Linked DNA regions of Sus scrofa: region 2 is linked to region 1. Evidence: chromatin contacts called from public HiChIP or PLAC-seq data. All regions are on one chromosome and are shown on one strand. The core of a region is the stretch at or near the end of the contact, and the rest is flanking DNA. Distances in the headings are between cores, read along the strand shown.

Region 1 (4,550 bases), core at 1,536-4,035:
GCTCTGCAAGGCGCTCTGCGGCAAACAGCCCAGGGAGGCACAATCTGCGTTCCAGCACAGGGCTGGCTCATCTGCGACCAAAACCTGCAGCTGAAAATACGGGCATGCACGAAAAAAATTCTTTAACAGCACGCAGCTCGGATGATCACTATAATTAGGTCCAACTACAGCCTAAAGCTTAAAAAAAATGAATAAAATCGAGGAATGGGTGCACCAGAGCCAGCAACACACAATAAACATACAGTTAAAAGCATCTTTTTTTTTTTTTCTCCAGAAGAAAAAAAGTACTTTGCTCAGAGCAGTAACTGTGGAGGAAACGTAAAACAAAAGTTCCTTCATAATACACCACAGACAAACAACAATATGCTATAGATCTGGGGGAGGGGGTGTTGAGTTGTTTTGACTTCGCTTGAATTCCTAAAAACCGTTTACCTACTTCTCCAGTCAACCATCCTCTGTACCTCAAACAAGAGAGAAAGACAGATGGCTAAGATGCTGACACTGCAGGCCCAAGGGGTTTTTTTTTTTTTTTGTCCAGTTTCCGATCGCTAAAAGAGATAAACTGCAGAATAATGCAGTTATAAATCTTTAAGAAACCAATTCGAACTAAGTCTCAGGCCAAACCGAAACAATCCTGCATCAGAAAACAAATCATGCACTTGTCCTTAAAAAAAGGCTGAAGCCTTGGCATCCCAGTTTGTAGGAGTTTCACACCTTCCTGAAGGAGAGAAAGGTGAGCTAATCAGTGTGAGCCCTAGAAACAGTTCCTCGGAATCATCTCTAGGAACACCCAGAAAAGTAAACACAAATCAGCTGGAAGCAGAGAGACCAAGAATAAGGAGCTTCCAGGGTTTCCCTCTCCATGTAAAAGCAATCAACTCCTATTTTTAATCTCATCTGACGCAAACTTCCAGCCAAACTTCTCTGGCTCATCAAAGATAGGCTGATTTGTTACTATAAACTAACTGGTTTAAAAGTCCGATTTGAATAAGAGCCATCACAGATTGAATGACAATGCTTCAGTTTAGAGAAATGAGGTAATTTGAGAGACAGAACCAAGATGGCAATGCCCTGAACACTTCACAGAAACAAACTCATCCACCACCGCAACTGTTTCTGGGGTCTGGCCCAAGAAGAACTTCCCAACTGATTAATTGAAAAATAACACGTTGATTATTAAGTGCAAATGAAAACAGCACCTCCCTATACATTGGGAAAACCTAACAGGGTTATTACAAATAATTATTTCCCTCCATGCCCAACTGGTTTTATAACACTCCAATCTACTTCTGGCTTTTCCCTGCAAAGGACTGGGGGGTGGGAGAGAGAATGCCCTGATAAGTAAACAAAAAGTCAGAACTCTCCTGGGAACTTGTCACATTCTTCTTTTCCAATCAGCAATGTTTAATCCACTTGAAAAACGCTTGTGAAGAGGGCTTTTGGCAAAGAACTCAATAAGAATATGCAGCTCTGGGGACGCTACCACAGGGCTGACATCAAGCTTGGAGGAAAATGCTGCTTTTGTCTCAGAGGCAGCCTGTGATAAAAACAGGAACTTTATGGAGAACTGATCACAACTGCACAAGAAGCCTGATCACATGCCCACAACAGAGCAACGTTTCTCTCATTGCCGTCCAGGGACTTCTCCAAGAATAGTGGCTCGATTTATTCCATTCTTTTAATTCTCAAAACCAATCCAAGCCTCCTGGTAACAATCCATTGTCAAAAGAAAGCCGGTGCCGGTCAGGATTTGCATGTAACCGGGAGCCACCTCTCTCCTCTCTTCAAAGACTCCAAAAGGTGGATTAGATGCGGAAAATTCAGTCCGAATACAGGCAAGCAGGAAAAAATCTTTATGACAAAGGTGGTCTAAAAGCAGCCCCGGTGTCTCTCTCTGGGTTAAGGCCACAGCTTCTGGCCTCCCTAGGACCCTCAACGGCCCACCCTGCTTCCACCTCACTCCTGTCACGGGGGAGGCATCTCGCATTGTTAAAGAAGGAAGAAGAAATGCTGCGGATTTCCCCTGTGTCTTTCTCATTTGCTGAAGGGGGGAAGGGGAGCTGAAACAGGCGTGGGGCCCTCCCCTCGAAAAGGGGAGAGGAGGACTGGAGAAGGCTGTCAGCCACCCTGCTGGTGGCCTCACTCCCACCCCGCCCCCACCGTGCCCCGACGCCCCGGCAGGAGCGGGAGGGCTCAGCTTTGTCTCGGGTTTTGGGGGGCAGGGAGCGCAGCAGCAGCCCGGGCCGGGGAAGGACCTCTCCCCCCAAGCCCCTCCTCACCCCCGCCCAGGGAACACAATGAACTACGCGGAAATCCACTGCCCAGGGTGGGAGCGGAGAGAAGCGACCCCTCAGAGCCCCGGCCAGATTTCCGGAACCCTCCTCCCCTCCGCCCGCGCCACCACCAGGGCGCGCGGCGGGGACCTGGTCTCCCCTTCCAGCGATCCGCAGCGGCGCCCGGGCGCCTGCCCGACCCCCCGACCGCCCAACCCGACCCCCGGCCAGGCTCCCCACCCCCGGCCCGGCTCCTACCCTCCGAGAGCTCCAGCTCCAGCTCCGCCAGCTGCGCCCGCACTTCGGGCGGCAGTGCTGCCACCGCAGCCGGCGCCGGCTCCAGGCCTCGCTCCGCCATCCCGGCTCTGCCAGCCACACTCCGGAAGACAAGCGAGCGGGCCGAAGGAGGGACGGACTGACGCGGGCCCACACCCCGGCTACAGGATCCGGCTCCGGCCGCCGAGCGCCGCCAGCGCCGCCGCTGCCGCCGCCGCCATGAGCGAGGGTCACGTGAGCGCGACGGCCCCGCCCCCGGGCCGAGGACTCTCCGCCTCCGCAGCCCAGTCATGCTGAGGACCCGCGGGCTGACGGCGCCCTCTACTGGGAGACTTCTGAAACGACGCGTCTAAACCCGTCCCCCAGATTTCTCCCAGGCGAAATGGGCTCACCGTGTTGATGTCGATGTGAACAAGTAGTGTTTACCTTTTACAGACTCTCAAGCAAGGCGTTTTCAGGGGCCCTAGGTCTTGCTTTTTCAAGTTATCCTCACTTAGTAGTGCATGCCGTTGTCTCGTCCCTTCCTCCGTTCCCCCCGATTGACACCTGACCCTTTATAAGGACTTGAATGCAGGCCAGTTCTTTCACTGGGGCTTCCCCATCCCATTTACCCTGAGCTCCTTGTTTCTATTTCAGTTCTAGCATTTAAGGCAAAGGAGGGAGAATCCGCCTCCTCCCGCCTAGACTTCTAATCACTTGCGAGAGGAAAATTTTTTCTTTCTGTTATTATCCAACTGGGCGTATGACTTAATAAGTGTTCTAAAAGTATTAATATTTTAATTCAATGTAAGGATCCAGACACCTGTGTGTTTTCACCAGGAGCTACTGGGACAGATGCCTTAAATTGTCATCCATAGTCTTTCTTTAATAGTATTGAACTTTTTTTCAATGCCAAAACTCCCCTGCACAATTTGAGGGAATTCCAGTGTTTTCCCTTCCCTTCCTTGTGGATTCAAAACTGATCCTCTGAGAGTAAGACCTCAGCATCTATTCTCTAGTAGTTTCCAGACAGAATTATATCATTCATAGGCTGAAAAAGGAAAAAAAAATTAAGTCGAGAAAAGAATTTCAGGTTGAAAAAAAGGAATGTGACATCATGGCTGATTAAAAAGTAGGCTGGGGAGTTCCAGTTGTGGCTCAGTGGTTAATGAATCCGACTAGGAACCATGAGGTTGCGGGTTCGATCCCTGATCTTGCTCAGTGGGTTAAGGATCCGGCGTGGCCATAAGCTGTGGTGTAGGTCTCAGACACGGCTCTGACCCTGAGTTGCTGTAGCTGTGGTGTAGGCTGGCGGCTGCAGCTCTGATTAGACCCCTAGCCTGGGAACCTCCAGATGCTATGGGAGCGGCCCAAGAAATGGCAAAAAGACAAAAATAAATAAATAAATAATAAAAAGTAGGCTGCAGTTTCCTTTTAACTGCAGCAATGTAAGGAGAATCTGTGGAATAGATGTGTATGTCCTCTGGTTTACGTGAGGACTATAGCAAATTTTTTTTTTTTTTTTTTGTCTTTTTGCCATTTCTTGGGCCTCTCCCACGGCATATGGAGGTTCCCAGGCTAAGGGTCTAATCAGAGCTGTAGCTGCCAGCCTATGCCAGAGCCACACAGCAACGCCAGATCCGAGCTGCATCTGTGACCTCCACCACAGCTCACGGCAACACCGGATCCTTAACCCACTGAGCAAGGGCAGGGATTGAACCTGCAACCTCATGGTTCCTAGTCGGATTCGTTAACCATTGCGTCACGACGGGAACTCCAGCAATTTTTCAATGGTTGACATTCCTCTCATCAAAAAGCAAGGGCTATGTCCCCTCCCCTGAATCTGAATGGACTTCTGACTGCCTTGACCAATAGAGTATGGGACAAATGATACCACGTGACTTCTGAGGTTAAGTCCTAGAAAGGCACACAGCTTCTCCTGGTTCTCTTGGTTCTCCCTCTACAGAGACCCCCTTTCAGGACCCTCCCTCCCAGGGCACGCTCTCCGAGGACCCAGCAGCC
Region 2 (4,861 bases), core at 571-3,070, 110 kb before region 1:
AACGAATGGTTCAATAGACATATATTTGTTAACATGGTCACATTATAAAAGGAAGGAAAGAAGGCAGGATATTGAAGAGTTTACACAGTTTAGACATATTCAATTTTTAGAATAACAATATTTTAGACATACCTTATACATAAGAGAATTCTGCATTTGTATACACCAAAATATTAACAGTGGTCAGCTATGGCTTGCAAGATTATAGGTTGGTTTTAGCTTGCCTTTTTTTTTTTTTTTTTCATTTTTGCTTGCCTGTATTTTCTAATTTTTCTACAATGAGCATCCATTATTTCAAGAAACAATAAACATTTTAAGACTGCAATCATGACTATTTAGTAGACCATACAGATTTAATCACAATGACCCTTCTTCATCTCTATTTTTCTAGTGAAATAAGAGAAACCCACAGTGCATTTTTGGAAATAAAAACCAAGCCTTGTCAAATTAGCAAACTAAAGAGTTTAGGTAATCCCTAACAGTGCAGAAAACTAACAGAGATGCAGGAGCCTATCAAGGAAACCTTCCTTAGAGACAGGAAATTATGTCTTTTATTGCAAAAGAATAAAGCATTCTCCATTTCCCACTTATAAGCTCCCCGACCTCCACTCCACTCCACACTCCACACACACACACACACACACACACACACACACACACACACATGCTCCCCACTCCCTGAAGGGCAGCACTGCTGGCTCAGAACACATCTGATAAAGTCAAAGGCCTTTAAAAGCTTTTTCAGTGCTTAGAGGGCTCACTGACACTGTTCACTATAAAGCGTCGTCGTGGGACAAACCGCTAGACTTGTTATCTTGAACATCAACTACCGACCACCTCGGGTTTCGAAACAAGTCAAAGAATTTGGAGTTCCCGTCACGGCTCAGCGGAAACAAATCCAACCAGGAACCATGAGGTTTTGGGTTCGATCCCTGGCCTTGCTCAGTGGGTTGAGGATCCGGCATTGCCGTGAGCTGTGGTGTAGATCGCAGACGCAGCTCGGATCCCATGTTGCTGTGGCACAGGCTGGCAGCTATAGCTCTGATTAGACCCCTAGCCTGCGAACCTCCATATGCCTCGGGTGTGGCCCTAAAAAAGAAAAAAAAAAAAAAAAAAAAGAAAAAAATCAATTAAAAGAATCTAATTCAGCCATGACAATTAGCTCCATTCATTCCATAAACAAGCAGATACTAAAGAGACCTAGGAGAAGACACTCTGCAAAGAGATGTGAGGACTACAGTGATGTCACCTACAAATATCCCCCTCCCTTTTCTCTGAGTACAAGACCCTGCTCAAAAGTCACCTCCTCTGTGATGCTGGCCACCACTTGATGGTCACTTCCTCCTGGTGCCCCTACAACTCTGCATACCCTTCCATGATGGCACTTAGCACATCACTGGTATTTTAATGATCTGTTTACACATCTGTGTCCTTACTACATTGTGCACTTGAAGGCAGCTACTGTGTCTTATTCATCTCTGTAGCCCGCCTACAGCCTGGCACGACAGACACTTGAATGAGTGCTGGATGAATTGGTAAAATGAAGGCAGTGAGAGAACAATAAATCAGAAAGACATGCGTGCTCAGGTGGAAAACTGGAAATGGGAGAAAAAGAGATCTTTACGTCAGCAGAAGCTAGAACACCCAAGGAGAGCAATTTAGTGAACCAAAAGTTTACTGAAACCCGACAGCTAGACCTCAAAGGTGGCCAGAAAAGCAAGAGAGGAATAGTACATAAATCGCTGGGCACTAAGAGCGAAGGGACTCCACCAGATAGCCAGAGAGCAGGACCAGACAGAAAGAACTCCGTTATTTCACGTGACCGGATGTGTTACCCACACCGCTGTCACTGCCTCCTACAGCCTGTGTCTCAGCATTCCCACCACCTGCAGTTAAGCACTTTTCACCGCACTAAAGCTGTGCTTTCTAAATTTGCCCAATTTTTAAGAATCATCTTAGGAACTTTGTAAAAATACAAATTCCCAGGCGCCTCCCATGAAGATTCTGAGTCACTAAGTCTGGATTGAGACCCAGATACCCGCATTTCTAACAGGTGCCTTCCAATAAGGCTTAAAAATCAGGAAGTTTGCAAACGGCTGCACTGGAGAATCCTGTCTGGAGTGTGCTGGGCGGTTCTGCTGACTTAAAGCCAGAAGGACACTAGAGGAGAAGGTTGTCTCGGCGACACGGCCTCCGGGGAGAACACGGAGCCTCCTGAGCTCACAGACACAAGTCACACCACAGGCATTCTTACTCACAACAGATTTTTTGCCATCTGGCACATAAAATGAAAAGGAGTGCCATAACTATACCTGTATAAAATTTGCATTAAATGGCACAGAGCTAAGTTAAACCTGTTGTTCAAGTTTTTTGAGAACTAAACAAATATGGGGAGGATTAGCCTTCCCCTCCCACTAGGGTAACATATTGCTCCACCCAAGAGAACACTTAGAAAAGTAGCCACCTCCTGGGGTCTGCAGCACCTGGCAGGTGTGAAGGCACCTAGCCTGATAAGATAGGGACCCAAGAGTCCAGCCCTAAGCCGTTGGAGACCCAAGGGCCCTGAGATGGTCTAGCTGCTTCAGCACCACCACATCTGACAGCTGATACCATACCTACCGAAGTTACATGTGGGGGGCGGAACAGAAAGGACATCCGTTCCCAATGCCTCTCTTTGCCACCTGGGACCAATGAAAACAGCCTGGCACAGGCGGCCCTCAGATCATCTCCAGACAGGCTGCCAGAGGGGCTGGAAGGGGGTGTGTGTGAGCCCCCCAGCCAACCTGAGCCTCTTAAAGGTCAGCAATGACAGGAGGAATAGTCCCACAGGTGGGTGAGCCGGTCGGGGAGTGTGTATTTACACTGGGGGGTGGCACCTACTGTGGTTTGGAACCTAAGAGCTAAACACAGCCATGCCTGGAGCACAGACTTACCGCTTCTGGGCCATCTGACTCCAGACAAGTTGCCCTTACCTTCTTGATAAGCCTTGGCTTCCATGTCTGAAAATGGGGAATAATAATACCTACTTTGCAACGTTCTTATTTGTGATTAAAAATACTTAGCGTGGGCTCTGGGCTATCGAAAGTTCCAATATCCACAAACAATTACTGAAGCCTCCTTTGCTGGCTGATGGGAGCAGGGGCGGGCAACTATGTTTAAAGAGAGGGGACAAGGCAAACAAGCATGACAAATATTCTACAGCCAAGAGCCATGGAGAGATGCACACCAAGTGAACTCGGAGCCCAGAGGGAAGTGCCGTGCTCTCCCCCGGGTAGGGGAAGGAAAGCTGTACAGACTGGTGATGCTTGGTTTGGTTCTGGTCTTTCTCCCTGATATCAGAGCTGGGACTTGAACTCCTAATGGTGCAGCCAGTTAGTGGCTTACAGGTTTTCCGCTGCTGCCGGCTGGCTCTGTGTGGTATGGCCACGTCTCTCCCTCAGAAGAAGCAGGGCAATGCTAAGAAATTCCCGCAGACGAACTTGGGCAGCACCCTGAGCAACTCAGTGCTAAATAAACACAGGGTTTGGGAAATTCTGAAGGGTCACCAAGTCGTGTGGTTGTCTGATGTTGGTGGAATGGAGCACAGATTATAGCTCCAGCCATAAACTCTTTTTGCTCCAGAGGAAATAAAAAGGTATGTGCCACTGCAGCCCTGCCTCCAAGTCACACTTGTTCAGTGGATGGTGGCAATGGCTGGGGGGATTTGGAAGATGCCACAAAGAAAAAAAGAAACTCTGGATGACATGCAGAACGTCAAACAAAGATGAGTAAAACAGCATCTATGCCTTTAAGAAGTTCTAGGTCTACACAAAAATTTACAATAAAAGTGACAGGTGCTACACTAGAGATTATGTACAAAGTCCTATGTAAGTGCTGAGGAAGAGGTGATAAAAATAATTATAATATTCAATAAGAATAAATAAGAAAATAACACCACTTCTCAAGAGCTTATGATGTATCAGCCTCTGTTCAAAAAGCCTCATAACAGTCTTATCAGGTGACCTGTTACAGGTGAGGATACTGAGGCACAGGAAGTTTAAGCAACTTGTCCACAGTTATACCTAGTAAGTGCTATGATCAGGATTTGAACCCAGGCAGACCTGGCTCCAGGACGGCTCCTCTTAAACATGACACTACATTCATTTTCAGAGAGAAGCTCCGTTCCTGCCATGGTACAGTGCGTTAACAATCCCTACGCAGTGGCTCGTGTCACTGAGGAGGTGTGGGTTCAATCCCTGGCCCAGCACCGTGGGTTAAAGGAACTGGCATTGCCACAGCTGCCGCATAAGTCACAGCTGTGGTTCAGATTCAATCCCTAGCCTGGGAAATTCCATATTCAGTGGGTGCAGCCATAAAATTAAAAAAGAGAGAAGAAAGCTCCAAATTTGACTCCAGAAAGATTGGGAAGACTTCACAAAAGTTGCTGTTGGGTTGTGTCTTGAAGTGTGACAGTCAGGAGAGACAGACACTGAACCGAAGACAGAATTTCTCAAACCCATAGCTGTGAGAGTGGCATGCTTGGAGCAAAAAGCATATATGAAGGCTGTAAATTCAATATCCAATGATCAGGATAAGACTCTGGCCCTACTGCTGCTCTGCGGGCCCAGCCAAAGGGGAAGAGCAACATGGGATCCTCAGATGCTTGAAATTTAGGGCTGATATTTACCTTATGGGTCATCAGTTTACTTTCCTCTTCACTAAATGCCGCTACATAACACAGCCACCATTCTAACTTTTCAAAATATTCTGATAATTCATTTAACCTACTCCCAAATCCTTTCAGTAAACAGAAAAGGCATTACTTTATGACAGAACGAGAAACTGAGAGATTAAGGATACACAGCTAGACCAGAATCTGGGT

What was found. HiChIP or PLAC-seq counts read pairs in DNA pulled down with a chosen protein or histone mark.
Region 2: a contact with region 1 is called in an H3K27ac HiChIP or PLAC-seq map of alveolar macrophages. The contact joins the enhancer-like site here to the promoter of DIP2B in region 1. A contact is called at or near these places in 2 of 5 promoter capture datasets (fetal liver and liver), 35 of 47 Hi-C or Micro-C datasets (adipocytes, adipose tissue, alveolar macrophages and 17 more) and 2 of 2 datasets of contacts at active chromatin or transcription factors (alveolar macrophages and skeletal muscle).

The regions. Positions count from the first base shown.
Region 1 is chr5:16,371,262-16,375,811 of Sscrofa11.1, reverse strand. DIP2B (disco-interacting protein 2 homolog B) reads right to left here and starts at 2,785. Exons shown (of 39, transcript XM_021091658.1): 1 at 2,532-2,785. The coding sequence starts at 2,631.
Region 2 is chr5:16,476,025-16,480,885 of Sscrofa11.1, reverse strand. The region is part of intron 1 of DIP2B (disco-interacting protein 2 homolog B); the gene reads right to left. Among named protein-coding and RNA genes, the nearest start is that of DIP2B, 110 kb to the right of the region's middle. Within about 2 kb of position 1,820, at least 10 of the 83 cell types and tissues checked have an H3K27ac peak or open chromatin away from gene starts, as enhancers often do. A contact at or near this core is called in alveolar macrophages, where this site is marked.